Linked DNA regions of Mus musculus: region 1 is linked to region 2. Evidence: chromatin contacts called from public HiChIP or PLAC-seq data. All regions are on one chromosome and are shown on one strand. Each heading gives the region's core, a stretch centred on a gene start, on an enhancer-like site or on the middle of the called end of the contact. The rest is flanking DNA. Distances are from core to core; before and after follow the strand shown. Region 1 overlaps Dtnb (dystrobrevin, beta). Region 2 overlaps 1110002L01Rik (RIKEN cDNA 1110002L01 gene).

The links. HiChIP or PLAC-seq counts read pairs in DNA pulled down with a chosen protein or histone mark.
Region 1: an H3K27ac HiChIP or PLAC-seq map of microglia shows a contact between it and region 2, with 4 times the contacts expected there. The contact joins two enhancer-like sites. A contact is called at or near these places in 1 of 115 datasets of contacts at active chromatin or transcription factors (microglia) and 1 of 9 other capture datasets (adipose tissue).

What each region holds. Positions count from the first base shown.
Region 1 is chr12:3,756,971-3,762,873 of GRCm38.p6, reverse strand. The region is part of intron 15 of Dtnb (dystrobrevin, beta); the gene reads right to left. Among named protein-coding and RNA genes, the nearest start is that of Dnmt3a, 47 kb to the left of the region's middle. Within about 2 kb of position 3,268, at least 112 of the 459 cell types and tissues checked have an H3K27ac peak or open chromatin away from gene starts, as enhancers often do. A contact at or near this core is called in microglia, where this site is marked.
Region 2 is chr12:3,418,750-3,424,239 of GRCm38.p6, reverse strand. All of the region lies in intron 1 of 1110002L01Rik (RIKEN cDNA 1110002L01 gene), which reads left to right. Among named protein-coding and RNA genes, the nearest start is that of 1110002L01Rik, 5.3 kb to the left of the region's middle. Within about 2 kb of position 3,484, at least 23 of the 459 cell types and tissues checked have an H3K27ac peak or open chromatin away from gene starts, as enhancers often do. A contact at or near this core is called in microglia, where this site is marked.

The DNA.
Region 1 (5,903 bases), core at 2,019-4,518, 340 kb before region 2:
CCACTGGCCACAACACACAGCCGAACTTCCACGATTCCTGACACAGCACTTATGACACAACCCAGAGCTAAGGCTGGCATCTAGCATGCCAATCACCTGTCTAACTAATAAGCAAAGATGATAAATGCCCTGTAACCCAGGTTCCCTGAATGCAGACAGGATCTTCTGCTGGGACTGTAGAGTTAGAGGCACATTCTAATCTGAGAGGCAGTCCAGACTGCTGGTTCTCATTTTCTAACCAGCAAAGACATTGAAAACTCAAGCAAGTTTTGCATTAGGCTCCAGAAAGTGTGTGGAAATTACATTTTTATATTCAGGGGGCTCATGACCTACTTCATTTCATGCATGTACAGACTGAGCCTCACAGTGGTCAACCAGGTTATAAACAAATCAGTAGGAGGCCTCCAATAGAAGCCTGGGTGTGTTTGGATCATATTATCACAGTCCTGAGGTCAGAAGGAACATGAATCAGTCACGAGTTCTCATGACTGAAGCTAACTTTGATTTCCCCTGATTTCCTTTAGTAGGAGTGGAATCTAGGCCTTCTACCATTGAACCAAAATCTCAGCCACTACTGTGATTTTGTACAGCAGACTCAATTTCATTGCCAGCAAGTACAGGAAATGTAGGGAAGGAGAATGCAGATGATGACTTAGTCCCTTATCTAGAACACAAATCAAGTGCTGGAGCCAAACAGGTACAGAGACTGCCAGAGAAGGTGAGCTGAGGACAGCGGTCCCTCCCCAGAGCAAGGTGAACTCAGACAGAGGCAGACACTCGCCAGAGGACCAGCTGCAGAAAGAAAAGGGCACTGTCTTTAGGAAAGACTACCAGGGCACAGCTCTTGGCTGTCTTTAGGCATTGCCAGTATGGTGCCTGGCACACAGTAGGGACTCCGTAAATAGCACTTCCTTCTCATCTCTTCCATATGGAACAGGTAAGATTTTTAAATCTCTTTGGTACATATTATAATCAAGTAGCCAAGTCCAGAGAGGTCTGTGGTAAAAAGTGTAACATGGAGAGCAAGCCCTGCCCTCCCCACATCCCCCACCTCCCTGACGGGCTGTTATCATGACAACAGGATGGAGGACATTTCAGTCTCCATCTCTTTCCCTGACTCATGGATACCTGCCAGGCAGCAGATGGCCTGTGTGGACGATTACCTCCACTTTGCCGCAGTGTATTTAAATTAAACAAACTGGCCTCTTTGCTGCTGGTTGTCAGGTGCCTTGTCAGAAAAACAAAAACAAAATCCAGGGAGAAAGGAGCTATAAGTCTGAAGTTCAGGCACTGCAGCTGCAGCTGAATGGAGATGGGGGCAGATAAAGATTGGGCCCAGGACATCTCCCCTCAGAGAAGAGGTAAAAGCATCACACACCATTCTGAGCTGCTGCTGGCACTGTGCACTGTGGAGAGAGGGTGGGCTGTCTCCACCGCATCAGCCCTGCCGCAGGATGAGAAAATAACTACCTCATCAACTGCTGGGAGTCAGGACTGGGCATGGGAGCCACAGTGCATGCATAACAAGGGAGCAGGGAGAGAAAAGACCAGCATCCAAAGGCAGCTGGATATATCCCGTCTGGGCTGAACTGAAGCAAGGGAAGGAGGCACTGGAACATCCTGCCTCAGCAAGCACCCATTTACAAAAACAGGCCATCATGACCTTTAAAAGACAAACCTGGTTTCCAGATACCCCATAGAGTACTGAGACTTTCTATGATGTTGCACTGCTCCAAGAATATGTATTTCTCTATTGTGTATCTGGTGGAAGGATAAGGCCCCCAACAGGTCTGCATATGGTCCCTCTGCAGAGAACTGGCATCTGTTTGTTTCTACACCATGATGGGAAACTCAGGACCCATATATAACCTGTCTCACTGCAGAGACCTATGCGGTCTTCTAGGATTGCCAAGATTCTCTAAGTGAATCAACAGTATTGGGAGGGGGTAGTAGTGTGCATTTGGCTTTCAATCATGATTTTGTCTCTACCTGAATCACTGTTATATAGAAGCTAAGACGAACTTCTGGACTCAAAAGGGTAGAAGGCAAGGTGTTTATTTTTCTTGGTGCAAAGAAGAAAGCATATTGAATTTCTGGAACGAAGCACAACGTACTATGACTTACAATAAACTCAAAGAACAAAAAGAAAGTTGATATATAAAATCTTAGTTAAGAAAGTTCATACATTCTAAGACTAGAATTCTCCAGTCTTTTCCTGGGTTGGCTACCCCTATGTAAGATGGTCTCTCCATTGGGTCCCCAAAACCAATTCTCAGATAAATGGTCAGAAACCTCACTAAGAGAAAAGTGTCTCATGGACAGTACCAAATACTCAGGTTGCACATAAGAAACAAGACTAGATAGGACCTGGAGGACGTGGTTAAAAAGGTAAGGCTAGGTCAGTAAGAGGGTGAGAGCTCAAACCTACCAATCAGTGATAGTCTAGAATGCAACAAGGCGAACTGAAATTCCACTTCTATGATAATACCTTGTTCAGTAACACTCCTCCTGGAGCTGAAGAGATGGCTCTGTGTCTGAGAGCACAGGCCCCTCTTCTAGAGGAGCAGAGAGTATGGTGCTCAGCACCTCTGAGCCAGTGGTGATTCCAACCCATATCTGCCTGGCTAGATCAGCTGGAGTTTTAGCTGCACAGTTCTAGGTATCTAGAAGGTATTTCTCTGTAACATGGCCAAGAATATTACAGCCAAGACCACACCTAACCCAGAATAATCTCTTTCCACTGTTTTCTTGGCAGGGACATTTATTTTCCCAGATTCTGGGGTTCTAAATCTAGAATCCATGGCTTACTCTGTCTTGTCTTTGGCTGTTTTTTTGTTTTTGTTTTTTAATGATATCTGGATAGTAGGTAGCATTCTGGAAAGAGTGTGTGTTCGGGAGGATTTCTCTAGTCTAGTGTGTGTGAGTTTCCTAGGGAACATGGGGAACAGTTTTCATATCATATACACATTACAGTCAGGAAAGCAAAATACAGAAATACAGTATATGATGGAAATAAGATAGAAGAAAGCCTCTTAGCTTGTCTTTTATGGAATGATCAAAACAGAGGCATACCCCTCAGATCCAAGAATTATTTCTCCTTTCTAATCATTCTCACTAAAAACTTCCTGCCAGTGTTCACAGAGCTCTATGAGAACATAATTATATTTCCTCTTTTTACAAAATGAAACCAAAACCAAAACAAGGAACTGCTGGGGCCCTGCAGGGAGCATAGGAGCAAGAGGGATAAACATGCACTCTGGGTAGACGTCCACACGCCATCTGCAGGCCACTGGATCCAGCCGACAGCTGTGCGTGCAGAGACTGAGGCCCAGGGCAAAGGCTGTGGGGTTACCTTGAAGTACATCAATTCATCCACTCACCAAAAGCCAAGGTTTTGCAGACTTAGGAGGCAGGAGTGTAACTGAGGCTCAGGATGACAATGATCTGACTTCTATTTCCATATTTAAGGCATTGTGCCAACCAAGAAGTTACATTCCTACTAACCAGAAAATTATGTCCCTACTATTTGAGAATGGAATTTGTGTTCGTTTCTTTTGAATGCTCTAACAGACTGAGCATTAAACAGACTCTGATATATGTGGCAGAGCATTGCGAGTCAGAGTCAATGTAACTCCTGGCTGTGTTGGAAGTCGATCCAGGCTTCTGTTATGGGGTGAGAAACATGGGAGCTGTATGAGAGGAGCATAGAAATCCTTCATGGAAAGCTGGACCCCAGGCCATGGACACATACATGGACAGCTTAATTTTAATTGAGCCTTAAGAGATCCAGAAGTGCCGGGTGGTGGTGGCGCATGCCTTTAATCCCAGCACTTGGGAGGCAGAGGCAGAGAGGCAGAGGCAGAGAGGCAGAGGCAGAGAGGCAGAGAGGCAGAGAGGCAGAGGCAGGCAGATTTCTGAGTTCAAGGCCAGAGAGAGAGAGAGAGAGAGAGAGAGAGAGAGAGAGAGAGAGAGAGAGAGAGAGAGAGATAGATCCATATATCCAGAAGTGATATGATATGTTATACTGGGGGGAAATACACATCTGAGATGTCTCCTAAGGGAGCTGGGATGTTTAGTCCTTCCAGATCTGGAGTGATCTGGACTGTATCCAGATGAACATAGTCATTGCTGTCTGTCTGTCTGTCTGTCCGCCCGCCCGCCCGTCCGTCCGTCCATCCATCTATCTATCTATTCACCTATCTATTTATAGAAAGAGTCTATATTGTCCTGGGTGTCCTGGAACTTGCTCTGTAGACCAGGCTGGCCTCTAAATCACAGAGATTCACCACCTCTGCCTCCTCATTGCAGGGATTAAAAGTGTGTGCCACCACACAGAGCTGAAATTTGTTTTTCTGACTCCTTGTAAAGAGGATTTCTTCGTCACAACTCAGTCTCCTGAATGGATCTGCCTATTTCTTGAGAGTAGCTGGACCAGAATTGCTGCTACAGGCACGTGAACTGGTTATGTTCCTCACAATTAATACAATGATTAACTTGTGCAGTCTTCTTGCTAATGGTGGTTTTCCCTCAGCAAATATTTATTGAGTATCTGCAGTGCAGCAGGCTGGGTTAGAGACTGGAAACACAACAGTAAAGAGAGCTGGCAAGGTCCTTTAATTACAGACTCATGATGGTTGGGTCATGATTAACCCTAAATCAGCCAGTCTAGTGGAATGAGCTTCTTAAACTACGGGGTGAGTGAGCAGTCTGATCTGAAGAAGCCATGAGGAAAGAGAAGAAAAGAGAATGAGGGAAGAGAGACAGAAGGATTGCTAGGTAAGGTCACTCAAGGTGCTGAGAGAGTGGCTGGGGCTGAAGGCAAGGCCTCAATAAGGTGTGCTTATCTATTTATTCACTTATTTTCAGTGCTTGGGATGGAGTACAAGGCACTATATCATATATGCTAAGGATGGCAATACCTCTGACCTCTAGCATCAAACATTTTAAAGTAACAGTACTACTATCCACTGTTCTCAAGTTCTTGCAAAGTTAAAATAACTATAATATTGTGATATAACAAGTATGAATTTGGTCTTCTATCCTAGGTTCAGTCACAAAAGCTTCTAAAAATCTTTAGACTCACTAGAAAGTTAAGAGTATATGTGGGGGCTGTTGAGATGGCTCAGCAGTTAAGAGCACTGACTGCTCTTCCGAAGGTCCTGAGTTCAAATCCCAGCAACCACATGGTGGCTCACAACCATCCGGAATGAGATCTGATGCCCTCTTCTGGGGTGTCTGAAAAGACAGCTACAGTGTACTTACCTAAAATAAATAAATAAATCTTAAAAAAAAAAAAAAAAAAAAAAAAGAGCATATGTACGCTAAGGCTGCTTTCAGGAAGGAGCTGTTTGTTTGCCAGAAAGCCCACAGCATGATTCAGTGTTAGACCTTGGTGCCCTCTACAGACCTCTGAGGAACATGAATAGAGACGAAGCTAACCATCTTGAATGAAGGGGTTAGTGAACACCTACATGCCAGGGGGGGGGGGCAGTGTCCACAGTACAGGGGGAAAACTCCTGTACTGGGACCTTCTAGACCTTGAAGTATGTACCTCTTTATCTATCTGTACATTTGCATCCTAACAACAAAGAAGAGGTTCTGTTAGTTGTGCAAGCCATTATTGCAAATGATCAAACTTAAGGAAGAGGAAAGAATTTTCAGTCAAATCAGACTGAAGTGCAGGCAACTGGAGCCCCAGTGCTTACAGCTTACAGGTATCTCAAGTCAGAGTCAGTCTTGTGAGATGAGCCCTTAGCCCAGGCTTTGGTGTTACACCCAGTTAGTCAGTATCATAAACAGTTAAATGACAGCACCACCAGTGGGTGCCTAGAGTGAATTGAAAAACTGTTTGGCGTAAAACCCCACATATTTGGTGTTTGAAGTGTTCTCTGAGCAGAATCTTA
Region 2 (5,490 bases), core at 2,235-4,734:
GTCTGAAATGTTGTTCATAGTCCGAATGCTCCTCAGATCCCAGCAATATTTTTAAAGTTGTTTTTGTTGTATTAGAGATTGAATGGAGGGCCTTGCTCATACTAGGTAAATGCTCTGAACTATATCTCTACCAATAATAATAATAAATAGTTCTTCTATACTCACTATAGATTTGTTTATTTTAGTATAGAATAGAGTATTCAGGGCATGGGGAGGGGAGCTAAGAGGGTAGTAGAGGCAGAGAGGGGGGGAGAGGAGGAGGGAGGAGAAGAAGAAGAGGAAGAAGAAAAGAAATAGAGGCTGGCCAAGAACATGTGGAGAGAGGGGGAAGGGAATACGGAAGGGGGGGGGGAGAGGAAAAGCCCAAGAGGGCAAGAGGGAAGCAAGAGAACAAGAGAGTTCATTATAGATTTTTACATGGAGGGAGACACAGCCTAGACCTAAATAGGTTTAGATTCATCCTGATGTTATTATTCACTGATAGAACTTAAACAATTTTTTTTAAAGATTTATTTATTGCATGAGTACTCTGTTGCTGTCTTTAGACATACCAGAAGAGGGCATCAGATCTCATTACAGATGGTGTGAGCCACCATGTGGTTGCTGGGAATTGAACTCAGGACCTCTGGAAGAGCAAGCAGTCAGTGCTCTTAACCGCTGAGCCATCTCTCCAGCCCAGAACTTAAACAATTTTTAGAATATTTTTATTCTTTGAAATTTTCATTTAGCATATTTGGTCATATTCATCTCAACTTCTCCCCATAATTCCTCCCAGATCCACCACCACCTGCCTAAACTCCTCTAACTTCATATCTTTAATTTAAATCCATTGCCTCCAACATACACTGTCCATATAATTTTGGATGTGGGCCATCCATGAATTGTGGTGACACAGAAGCCACACCAAACAGAAAACTGATTCTTCCTCAGAGGCCACTAACTAACCATAGTTCTTCAGTTGGGATTAGAGGGTAATTTATTTAGATTTTTAAAGTCCTCGGTGATCTCTCTAAAGATGGACTGATTGATTCAATGAATATTCATTTTTATGTCAGGCATGCTATTTCAAGCTTGTCATCATATTCATGGAGGCAGAGACAGGAGAATTGCTATTAGGTCCATGCCAGCCTGGCCTACACAGTAAGTTTCTAAACAGTTTGGACTATATAACTAGACCTGTCTGCAAACAAACAAAACCACAAGGTTTATTTTTAGCAAGGTATGGTGATGAAGTTCTTGTGACTCAGGATGGCTTGGGCCCAGCATTTCAACGCCCTGTCCCAAGAAATACAACAAAACCAAACACAGAGGCACATGATTGTCATGTCAACACTAGGAAGGTTTCTGCTAGAAAAACAGAAAGGAATGGGCTAGAGAGATAGCTAGACTTAAAAGGACTTGTTGTTCTTCCAAAGGACTTGGGTTCCTAGTACTCTGTGATGGTTTGTATATGCTTGGGCCAGGAAGTGACACTATTAGGATGTGTGGCATATTTGGAGTAGGTGTGTCACTGTGGATGTGGACTTTAATACTCTAGTCCTAGGTCCCTAGAAGTCAGTCTTCTCACAGCAGCCTTCAGATAAAGATGTAGAACTCTCAACTGCACCATGCCTGTCTAAATGCTGTCATACTCTGCTTTGATGATAATGGACGGAACCTGTAAGCCAACCCCAATTAAATGTTGTCCTTATAAGAGTTGCCTTGGTCATGGTGTCTGTTCACAGCAGTAAAACCCTAAGATATATCCAGATCAGGTGGTTCTCAATTGCACAATTTCAATTCCAGCTCTAGAGCATCTGATGTTCTCTTCTGAACTCCAGAGGAAACTGTTTGTGTGTGTATAACCACACCAGGACATGTAGGTTGCTTTTGTTTTTTTTTGTTTTGTTTTGTTTTAAGATTTATTTATTTATTTATTTTCATGTATATGAGTACACACTGTAGCTGTACATATGGTTGTGAGCCTTCATATAGTTGTTGGGAATTGAATTTAGGACCTCTGCTCTCTCTAGGCAACCCTGCTCGCTCAGTCCCTGCTCGCTCGACCCAAAGATTTATTTATTATAGATAAGTACACTGTAGATGCACCAGAATAGGGCATCAGATCACATTATGGGTGGTTGTGAGCCACCCTGTGGTTGCTGGAATTTGAACTCAGGATCTTCGGAAGAGCAGTCAAGTGCTCTTACCAGCTGAGCTATCTTACCATCCCCCAACATGTGGATTTTTTATTTGTTTGACAGGGTCTCTGTATATAGCTCTGACTGGCCTGCAACTTACTATGTCTGGTCTCAAACTCACAAATAATCCACCTGCTTCTGCCTCTTGGGTTTAGAGGTATGTACCATCATCATACCAGGTTGAAATAATTTTTAAAAAAGAGTGCTTACTGGTTATTTGTGAAAGACTATGATTTAAATGTTAAGAATGGGGCTGGAGAGAAGGCTTAGTGGTTAAGAGCTCTGGCTGCTCTTCTAGAGGTCCTGAGTTCAATTCCCAGCAACCACATGGTGGCTCACAACCATCTGATGCCCCCTTCTGGTGTGTCTGAGCTACAGTGTACTCATAATAAATAAATAAATCTTTAAAAAAATGTTAAGAATGCAGAAATAGAGCAGATGCACAAGGCTCTGTAGTCATGAAACTTTATTTGAATGAGCATAGTGGAGGAGTTAAGGCAACATCAAAACTGATGTTGAAGAACCAGACTTGATGCTGTGTGCGGTAGGGTTGGGAGTTAAAAACCAGCTTCGGCCACATACCAAGTATGCATGAGACCACACTGAGCCACATAAGCCTCCCCCCCCCCCACCTCCTTAAAAATAAGGGCCGGAGAGATGGGTGGCCATTAAGAGCACTGACTGCACTTGCAAAGGATCCAAATTCAGTTCCCAGCACACCCACATGAAACCAACAGCTATCTGCAATTCCACTTGTAGGGGTTCTGATTTCCTCTACAAGCCTCTCTGGCTATCCACATACACGTGGAACACACATAGCATGTGTATTTCTTAGAGATTCTTAAAACCTCAGGTGGTGGTAGCACATACCTTTAATCTTATAACTCAGAGGCAGAGACAGGTCCGGGCCAGCCTGGTCTACAGATAGAGTTCCAGAACTGCCAGGACTATACAAGAGAAACCTTGCCTGGAAAAAAGACAAAACAAAAAGCCTACTAGTTAATATGCTAGTGTGTGACTGGGTGTGAGCACCCATAAGTCACAAAGAAAGCCACTGGAAATTTGACATTAAGTTGAAGCAGAAGACAGAGAAGACAAGGTACTAACCTTGTCAAGAGCAATACATGGGACATTCCAGCAGTTTTCAACCTATGGGTCACACCCCCTTTGGCAAACCTCTACTTCCAAATATACTTACATTACAATTCATAACACTAGCAAAAGGACAGCTATGAAGTAGCAACGAAAGTAATTTTATGGTTGGAGGCTACCACAGCATGAGGAACTGCATTAAGATGTTGAGAACTAACTGAGCTAAAGGGAAGGGGACATGTGAAGACACTGCCACAGCAGAAGTCCCTATGACCATGAAACAGGAAGGCATTTTTAAAAAAGAGTCGAGTGGAAAAGGATGTGGGAAGAGTGGAGAAGAAGTGCAGGCTTGGGGAACTTGACAAGATGGAGCTTGCAGAGAAAAGGGACTGTATGATGTAGTTGTCTTAGAGAACAGGAGAAAGCATACTGGGAGAAGTGTAGTAAGGTTGGTTGGCAGCCTAGAGAGCCATCCTAAGATGTGTGGTCTTGAATTTAAACTAGAATGTGCCCACATTACTTGAAGGGTAAATAAAATGAATGGAGGTTTCTGATTTAGATACTAAAAAGTTAACTAGCTATCATTAGAGGCAGAATATATTGGAATAAGGAAAATTAAGCCAATCTAGTCCCCTTTGATACTGTTGGCAACCTAGAGGAGAGATAAGTAATATACCATGTGGGGCTGGCAGGGTGGCTCAACAAGTACTGGTGCTGACCACCAAGTCTGTTAGCTTGTGTTGGATCCTAGAACCCATACAATTGGAGGAAAGAACTGATTCCTGTAAGTTGCCCTCTGATCATTTGCATACCATGGCATATGTGCATGCACACACACACACATACACACTTAATAAAATGTTACAATTAAAAATCTTTTAGTAATATACAGTATCTTCTAATTGTTGATTAAAGATTAAAAGTTTTTTGGTTTGGGGAGTTTTTTGTTCATTGTGTACTGGCTAGTTTTGTGTCAACTTGACACAGGCTGGAGTTATCACAGAGAAAGGAGCTTCAGTTGGGGAAGTGCCTCCATGAGATCTGGGAGAACTCACTCTGTAGACCAGGCTAACTTAGAAATCCGCCTGCCTCTGCCTCCCAAGTGCTGAGATTAAAGGCATGCACCACCATGGCCTGGCTAAGCCATTTTTTCAATTGGTGATCAAAATGGGGGTTGGGGGGTGGCTCATTGTGGGTGTTGCCATCCCTGGGTTGGTAGTCTTGGGTTCTATTAGAGAGCAAGCTGAGCAAGCCAGAGGAAGCAAGCCAGTAAGAAACATCCCTCCATAAACTGCATCAGCTCCTGCTTTCTGACCTGCTTGAGTTCCAGTCTGGACATCCTTTGGTGATGAACAGCAGTGTGGAAGTATAAGCTGAAGAACTTGCTTCTTGGTCATGATGTTTGTGCAGGAATAGAAACTCTGACTAAGACAGTTTGTTTTGGCAGGGAAGCAAGGTCTTATTATATAGCATAGCTGTCCTGGAACTTAACTGTGTAGACCAGTGACTTCCACTGGTTAGCTTTAAACACTAACAGAAATTCACCTGCCTCTGCCTCCCAAGTGCTAGAATTAGAGGTGTGTACTACTACACCTGACTTAAAGATGTGTCTGTCTTTGTTTTGTTTCTTTGTTGTTGCCTGGATTTTTGGGGGGTTGTTTGGTTTTGTTTTGTTTATTTGAGTCTCATAATACAGGATAGCCTTGAACTCACTTTGTAGCAGAGGATGGCCTAGAACTTCTTTCTGAGCCTCCTGCTTCTACCTCCTGAGTGCCAGGATTACAGATTGACCCACTACATAGTGGCAAGGATCAAACCTAGGCTTTAAGCACAATACACACATTTTCTAGCTGAGCCACCCTAACCCTGTAAGGTTTTCTTTGAAAGTACATTTATTGCATTTGGATATTTTTAGCCTGAGTGTCTGTGTACACCTGATACAAAATGCTATGATTTTTGCTGTTGTGGTCTAATAAACTGGAAGCAAATATATTCAGTCTCTGGTAGAATCGCTTCCTTATATTCCAAATACAGGAACTTGGCTCCTCTTCATGTTTCCACAAAACTTCCTTTTTTCCCTTTTGAGACATTTTTTCGTCTTGTATGTCAGGATGGTTTAGAATTGGCTATGTACCCAAGGATTGCCTCTACTTCCTGGCTTTTCTGCCTTCATCTCCTGAGTGTTTCGACTACAGGTTTTATCCTGTCCTCCTGTAGA